2 separate regions of the Mus musculus genome follow, and region 2 is linked to region 1. The links are chromatin contacts, called in public HiChIP or PLAC-seq maps. All regions are on one chromosome and are shown on one strand. The core of a region is the stretch at or near the end of the contact, and the rest is flanking DNA. Distances in the headings are between cores, read along the strand shown.

What was found. HiChIP or PLAC-seq counts read pairs in DNA pulled down with a chosen protein or histone mark.
Region 2: a FOXA1 HiChIP or PLAC-seq map of pancreatic cancer cells shows a contact between it and region 1. The contact joins the promoter of Ldhd here to the promoter of Exosc6 in region 1. A contact is called at or near these places in 3 of 39 promoter capture datasets (hippocampal neurons, liver and pre-B cells) and 3 of 115 datasets of contacts at active chromatin or transcription factors (memory CD8 T cells, microglia and pancreatic cancer cells).

Annotation. Positions count from the first base shown.
Region 1 is chr8:111,054,186-111,058,037 of GRCm38.p6, reverse strand. It overlaps Exosc6 (exosome component 6), which reads right to left and starts at 1,699. Exons shown (of 1, transcript NM_028274.4): 1 at 374-1,699. The coding sequence starts at 1,667. The coding sequence ends at 846. It overlaps Aars (alanyl-tRNA synthetase), which reads right to left. Exons shown (of 21, transcript NM_146217.4): 19 at 3,827-3,852; 20 at 3,416-3,529; 21 at 2,469-3,019. The coding sequence ends at 2,834.
Region 2 is chr8:111,628,081-111,631,932 of GRCm38.p6, reverse strand. It overlaps Ldhd (lactate dehydrogenase D), which reads left to right and starts at 1,597. Exons shown (of 11, transcript NM_027570.4): 1 at 1,597-1,694; 2 at 1,878-1,990; 3 at 2,186-2,327; 4 at 2,511-2,652; 5 at 2,788-2,947; 6 at 3,213-3,412; 7 at 3,495-3,623; 8 at 3,707-3,834. The coding sequence starts at 1,623.

The DNA.
Region 1 (3,852 bases), core at 450-2,949:
GCCTTAGTGCCAGGAGCCAAGCCTGGACAGGACACCAGGATGGGACTGGGCGTCCTTCCAGAGCATAATCCTTCAGTTACCCAACTCCTAGACATGATTTTGTCCTAAAGGAAAGGATAGGGGGGCACCAGAACTTCTTTTAACTCTCTCCAGTTCCCTCCCCCCACCCCCAAAAAACAGGGGTTTCTGTGTGTAGCCCTGGCTGTCCTGGAGTCTCCTCAGACTTATCACCTCAGCAGCTGCCCCAGACAATGCTCCAGGGCACGAGGTTTCTCCTACAAAGCACATCACCCCTTCTTAGTTACAGTGGGCTAATATGAACACTTAAGGCAGTAATGACTCGGAGCCCTTGAAAACACAGACTCAACACACACCCAGTTCAGAACAGCATTGTTTCTAACTCTAGTATCAAGAAAAAACACAACAGATGTATTTCCAGTCATAAAATAGTTTTTATGTTTTACTCTGAGTAGTGAGAAGGCAAAGTCCCCTGGTCCATCCTCTCAAAAGAATCAGTTTATTATGTATTGGAGCCAATGGCTGGCCTGCACTGGGTCCATCTCCTACAAGACCATAGCCCCTTATCTCATTTACTAGGTAAATCCAGCCCAAGTCCTTTCCAACTTGGGAGTATGGCTGCTTTCAAATCTCTCCAACTGGATCGTGTTTCCAACGGCCTTTTAAACCTTTCCAACAGAGCTGTCCAGTGCTTTGGTTCTGTGCGCCCAACTGCCCCACTCTTCGTTTCTCAGCTCTGCGGAGTCAGGCGACCATCAGCGCTTGGTCCTTTAGGGAGAGAAGGGCGATAGCAGTCCTCGAATCCTCGTCGCTCCGGTTTTTTCCAATCAGGGTGGGGCGGCGGCACCCCTCCGGCGGGCAGCCCGCACCAAACACTGCTGCAGCACTGGGTAGAGGCGCTGGCAGCCCTCCAGGCCCAGGCGCACAGCATCGGTCCAACTCTCAGTCTGCCCGCCTTCCCCACTGCCCAGTAACCCGGCCACCTGATTGAGCACAGGCATGAGGGCCACCGTGAGACCGGCCGCGGAGTGCTCCTCCTCCAGCCGCGTGGGGTCCAGCAGCCAGGTCGGGGAGGGTCCCGGGGTGAGGCTCAGGCCGCAGCCCACCACCAGATCGTACATCTCCACTCCCGCGTCGGCCAGGGCGAGCGCGGCCGCGGTGAGCGCCGCGGCCAGCGCACAGCCGCCGTCCTCCAGCAGCAGCGCCGACACCTCGAGCTGAGCACGCGGGTAGCGCCCCAGGCGCACGGCGGGCTCCAGAGCCTCCTGTAGCGCCAGTCCCAGCTCGCGATCCTCCCCGCCGCCGCCCTGGGGCGCGCGACGCCGGCGACCGGAGAAGGGAGCGCGGCGGAAATCGCAGAGCAGGCGACCCCGGAGGGCAGCGGGAGCTTCCCCGCCCGCTCCCGCAGGGCCGCTGCCGCGCTCGCCGCCCTCGGCCTGCCGCGGACCGGACACGGCGCACAGCACCTTGGTCCCGCCCGCCTCCAGGTAGGCGGAGCCCTTGGCCTGGCTCAGCAGCCCGGCGCGCGCGTACACCGGGCGGAGCCGCGTCGGGTCGCGAGCAGCGGGCGTCTCGTCGTCTTCGGCCGCGTACAGCTGCGGCGGCTGAGACTCCTCCGGCCCGCGGATGCGGCGATGGTCTCCCGGCATGGCGGCTACCGGCGTGCGAGCTACTTCCGCCTGCTGGGCTGCCCTTGCGCACCCGGCTCTTCCGCTCGCTTAAAGATGCGCGCCCGCGCAGAGCCTATCGGGAGAGCGGTAGGTGTGCGCGCTGCCACCTAGCGGAGTGGAGGAAGAACGGCGAGGTATAGCTGGACTCCTATGCTGGTACTTTAGCTAGTCCTAAGGAACGGATCTGTTGTTATTCCTAGAAGTTTGCATTCAGACTGTTTCACATAAGCTTGCCCAAGGTGAGAGGTTTTTGTTTACTCGTGCAATTAGTCCTCTGGCTGCTTCAACACTTGTTTAATAAATGGACGGTATCTCTCTTTGTACAACTAGATATTTCTAACACTCTGAGGAACTGTCATAAGCAGACAGTATCTCTGCTTCCAGACCCTGCTGTTTGTAGATTCATACAAATTGCATTTTAGGGCTGGGCCAGGGTCTTGAACCTACTTTAGGTTAAAGCAGTAGGGGTGGGGCAGTTAGTAGGACACACCTACATGTTCATACTGCCTATATCAGTTGTCTGACCTCATATCAGCAGCCTCAAACAGGCATGTGGACAGGCATGGTGGAGGTTGTCCTAAGAGACTAAGAACAGTGGTTCTCCACTGGAAGCAACTCAGAATTATTTTCCTCCACCCTTCTATTGAATTTCCTGAACTTTCAGGAGTCTGGGAGTCTATTCGGTGATACCATCAACCAGAAACAGGCTGGAACCGTAACAGATATACAGGAGCCAGGGCTCACCTCAGGACAAGAAGCAGAGCGCATGACATCACCAAGTATTGCACATGGTCCTTTTTATTTTCTGCAGAGAAAAGGCTTCCTTCCTCTGCAGACCTAAAGCCTCAGGCTGGCAGAGTGACCTCATCTAGATGTGATCATGACGTTAAAAAGCATTCCTGGGTAGTGATTTTAGACAGATGGTGCTGACATGAATGGGCTCAGAGCAGTAATGGAGGGGGGCAATGAATCACAGGACAGCTCCAGGCGTGTTCCCATTACCGCTGGATCAGGACGGACAGGGCTGCTGAGAGGTCCCATGACTCCAATGTCTTCGTGGCGGGAGGAGAGCTCCTGGCTGAATTCCCGCCTTCGGACATGTCTGGTTGATGGCGAGTTGCTTTCCCGAGAGGGCTTCCCTCCCATCAGTTCTTCACATCTCCCAGACGGAGCTGGGCAAAGGAGGTAGCCAGCTGCAGTGCTTCCTGAAGGCAGCCCACGTTCTTGCCTGTGGCCTGGGCGGACATGTCCTTGCCACCGCCTTTACCATCCATCAGGCCTGAAACCTGCTGGACCCACTCGCTGGCTTTCAGTCCCCGGTTGGCTGCATTCTAGGAGATAGGAGGGGAAAATGGTAGTCAGAATGGGATTGAGGGGGGAATGGCAGGCGCCCCCAACATCCATTTGTATCATGTGTGATGCTACCACAGACTAACACTATAGCTGGCACAGGAGAGCAGCTATGGCTACTGCCAAAGTGAGGACAGAGAGCAAAGCCAGGCATTAGCCAGGAGTGAAGTCTTTCACCAAAAGAAAGCCCGAGGGGTAAAGGTGCCGCAGGAGGCGACAAATGATAGACAGATCAACAGTTTCTAGTGAGGACTGCGTGCACACAAACAGTCTTGGCAAATGCTGTGAAGAAGCCCTCCTTGAGGAGCCACAGGCAGGGTTTCCCACTGGCATACGGGTTTGCAGGCTTTTAGACTGGGACTGTGGGAAGTTCTGACCTGGGGAACCTGGCACAAGCACGTGATCTTGCCAGCCTCATTGTCCACCGTGAACAGCATGGCAGATGTCTGAGGAGAATGCGTCTTGAAAAGCTTCAACGCTTCATTCAGGGCCTGTGGGGAGAACCTCAGGTTAGGTCACTGGCAAGGGAGCCCTGCTTTCTACAAGGGAAGCTGAGAACTCAGCCCTCAGAGAACCATCCCATTTCCAGCAGATGCTGTTCCCAGGAGCCCACCAGTGGCAGGACCCTGCCCACACCCTGGCTGAGGTCGGCCTCCTACCCCCAGGAAGCTCCTCCTTCTCTGGCCACCGGATCTCTCCAGGGCTCAGCCTAACTCTAGAACTGAGCAGTGGGCCTTAAGTGACCACACAGCCCAGATTTAGAGGGCAGCCCGGCCCTCGCGGCTTGCCTTGGCCGATGCTCCACTCTCCATCT
Region 2 (3,852 bases), core at 348-2,847, 570 kb before region 1:
GAGTCACTTGCGCTCAATGCCACACAATCCGAACAAAACTGTAAGGAAACATGTAGGATCCCATCAGGCTAAGGTTCCCAGAAACTATAAATTCCAGTCTGAGTCATTGTAAGGAGAGAATCCCTGAGAAGGAGGGTGGTAGTGGGAAGTGTGTGGGATGTTTCATAAGAACAAAACGTAACAGTGCTCAGTCCGTGACACTGGAGCTGTGTGTACCACGACATCGACAGAGTGTCCCATCTGCTTTAACCTTACCAGGAAGGCCAGATTGACTTCAACCCATCAGCTCCCCTCCTGTTGTCCCTGTTTTAGAGAACCCACTGTCCGCTGGGGGGTTTCGTTCAATTCTGTAGTCTTGGAGGGTGCCCCAATCCAAAAAGAGCAAATAAAAGCAATTAGATCTATAACTAAATTTGCTATTTTAAGGATTTCTTTTTAGTTTATAGGTATGAGTGTTTTGCCTGTGTATTTGGCCCACAGAGGCCAGAAGAGGGTGTTTGATTCCCTGCTTGGGATTTGAGTTACAGATGGTTGTGAGTCATCCCATGTGGGTGCTAGGAATTGAACCCGGGTCCTCTGCAAGAGCAATCAGTGCCCTTAACTCTGATGCTATCTCTCCACCACCCCATTCCCTATAACTAAATTTGTCATTTTGTCTTGTTTTGTTTTCTTTTGTTATGGCTCAGGCTGGCTTCATCTCATCCTCCTCCTAACTCAGACTCTCTGTGTGGGTTTACAGGTGCATACCATAAGGCCTGGCTGGCATGATTTTCTCTTTTTACATATTCATCCAAATGTGGTTGGTGAATTAAGAGAGAACCACCAACTCCACGAAGTTGTTTTCTGATCTCTACGCATGCACTGTGGCGCGTATGTTCCTCCATCATGCACACAGACACAATAAAGCTGGATAAAAAAACTAAATAAATTAGGAGTTTGTATTCCTGACCGGAAGGAAGAGAGTCATTGGGAGGTAGTTTAGCTCAGTGGTGGTAGCAAAGGCTCTTCTGGAATTGCTGTGGGAGTTGTTTGGAACCAACAGGATGGTCTTGGAATTAATCTCCTTCCCTGCTTTTCCTTAGCACTCCTCTGCAAGGCGGCCTTTCTGGGCACTGCACTATGCTACCCACTCTGTCCCAGAATGACCTCTGGAGTTTCCCTCTTCGTGGTCATGGTGGCAAGTCTACTCTGTGGCATGCTGTTGAGGCTTGCAAGGTGAGGAAGGCTCTGCCTGACAGGGAGTCAGGAGATGATTCAGGGAGTAGGGCACAGTGTATGTGCCAAGGTTGCAGGCCGGCCTGAGCTCTGGAATGGAAAGGAAAACTGCAGCTTAGAGATCAAAGAAGAGGCTGGAAGTGTAGAAGACAAAGTCCGAGTGCCCGGTGGGACTTGAAAGCCTCCGTACACGATGTTTGTTTGGAGGGCTCTTCGGGGAGCAGCAGTTAGTTGACTTGTAACACGTGAAGTAGCTGTTGTCCTTCTTTTCCAGATCTGCAGAGGCCACCTTAAACCGGCTCCACCTTAAGCAGGCTCCACCCAGGGCAGCTATTGGGCACAGCGAGAGGCAGGCTGGCAAGGCTTCCTCTCCGCCTAGTTATTCTCCCCTTAGCTGCGGTCTGGCTATGGCCATGCTCCTTCGGGTGGCCACCCAGAGGCTGTCTCCCTGGAGGAGTTTCTGCTCCAGGGGGTCGCAGGTATAAGTCTACTTGTGGATGGGGTCCCAGAGGGTGGAGAGCCCGACGTAATGTCCTCGGGGCTCAGTGACGTCACCTTGCAGGTTGACCAGCCCCTCATTCTTCCCACCCGGCCACAGGGCAGGTCTGTGGCTCCCTCCGACTGTCTTTCCGATGACCCCCTCGCACTTTTCTCCCCTGCAGGGTGGACTCAGCCAGGACTTTGTGGAGGCTCTGAAGGCAGTTGTAGGGAGCCCCCACGTGTCCACTGCTTCTGCAGTCAGAGAGCAACACGGGCATGATGAATCGATGCACAGGTATCAGAAGGGACTGAGGGTCCCTGTCTCTCTGGTCACCTGTTTGGAGTTCTGGCATCCTTACACGGAGAGGTGCTCTCTGCCCTGATCTGCTGAGGTCCCTGTCCTTGGGTCCTTAAACCATTGCAGGTTCCTGGATAAGAGAGGGTGAGAAGCTTCCATCCTTTTCAAACCTCTGGGCCTGCCTGCTTCTAGGTGTCAACCTCCTGATGCTGTGGTTTGGCCTCAGAATGTGGACCAGGTCAGCCGAGTGGCAAGCCTGTGCTACAATCAAGGTGTTCCCATCATCCCATTTGGCACAGGCACCGGTGTTGAGGGGGGAGTCTGTGCTGTGCAGGTATAGTGGGGGTGCCCTGGGTCTGGTCCCATTATACAGGACACATTTACAGCTCTCTTCACCTGCCATCCCAGAGCTTTGGTATGGTTGCTGCAGGCCTCAGCCATAAAATGGGGCTCTAGCGGGCTGCCTCGGGCCTAGAGACCTAGGTTGGGCAGCTGTTTTTGACTCCCTTGCTACCAGGGTGGAGTGTGCATCAACCTGACCCATATGGACCAGATCACGGAGCTGAATACAGAAGACTTCTCCGTGGTGGTGGAGCCTGGAGTCACCCGTAAAGCTCTCAATACCCACCTGCGTGACAGTGGCCTTTGGTTTCCTGTTGGTAGGCCTTGGACTAACCACAGAGTACCTGACCGAGGGCTTGGGGGCGTGGTCTGAGGGATTTCACAGGGCCCCATCTTTCCCACAAGAGGGAAAGGGCCTCTGCAGTTGCCCTCTCCAGCATTTCATTCTCTAGACCCAGGCGCAGATGCTTCTCTGTGTGGCATGGCAGCCACCGGGGCCTCGGGCACCAATGCTGTGCGCTATGGAACCATGCGGGACAACGTGATTAACCTGGAGGTAGTGCTGCCTGACGGCAGGCTGCTTCACACCGCAGGCCGGGGCCGCCATTACAGGTGAGCACTGCCTGACCCAGTTGCAGGGCCTCCTGGATTGGATCGGTAAGTGACACTCAGGAGCACCCTGCAACTCTGGAGGCTCAGCTGGAGTTGGCTCTCCCTGTGCAAGGCCTCTCTGGGTCATTAAACCACAAACTCTGTGATGACAATCTGGGGCTGCAGGAGATCAGACCAAACCTGTCTTCTAGCTATGGTGACTTCTGTAGTTGTAGTCGCTCACACGGCCTGGGCGCTCACCTACCTTGTATGTTCCTGGGCCCAGGAAGAGTGCAGCTGGCTACAATCTCACAGGACTCTTTGTGGGCTCTGAGGGGACCCTGGGCATCATTACATCAACCACCCTGCGCCTGCACCCTGCGCCGGAAGCAACGGTGGCTGCCACCTGTGCGTTCCCCAGTGTTCAAGCGGCTGTGGACAGCACAGTTCAGATCCTCCAGGCTGCAGTGCCCGTGGCTCGCATTGGTGAGCCAGGGGGGTGGGTTCCACCGAAAAGGCCCCCTTAGAAGGCCAGGCCTCACCTGATCAGCCCTCTCCCTGGTTCCAGAGTTCCTAGATGATGTCATGATGGATGCCTGCAACAGACACAGCAAACTTAACTGCCCCGTGGCACCCACGCTTTTCCTGGAGTTCCACGGTTCCCAGCAGACACTGGCGGAACAGCTGCAGCGCACAGGTGCGCCGGGGACACGGCGCTGTGAGGTCTGAGGCTGTCCCAGTGTAGGGGTCTAACCATCAGCCTTTCTGTGCCTACTACAGAGGCAATCACTCAGGATAATGGTGGCTCTCACTTCTCCTGGGCCAAGGAGGCCGAAAAGCGCAATGAACTTTGGGCAGCGCGGCACAATGCTTGGTATGCAGCCTTGGCCCTGAGTCCAGGAAGTAAGGTGAGCTGAAGCTGGGGC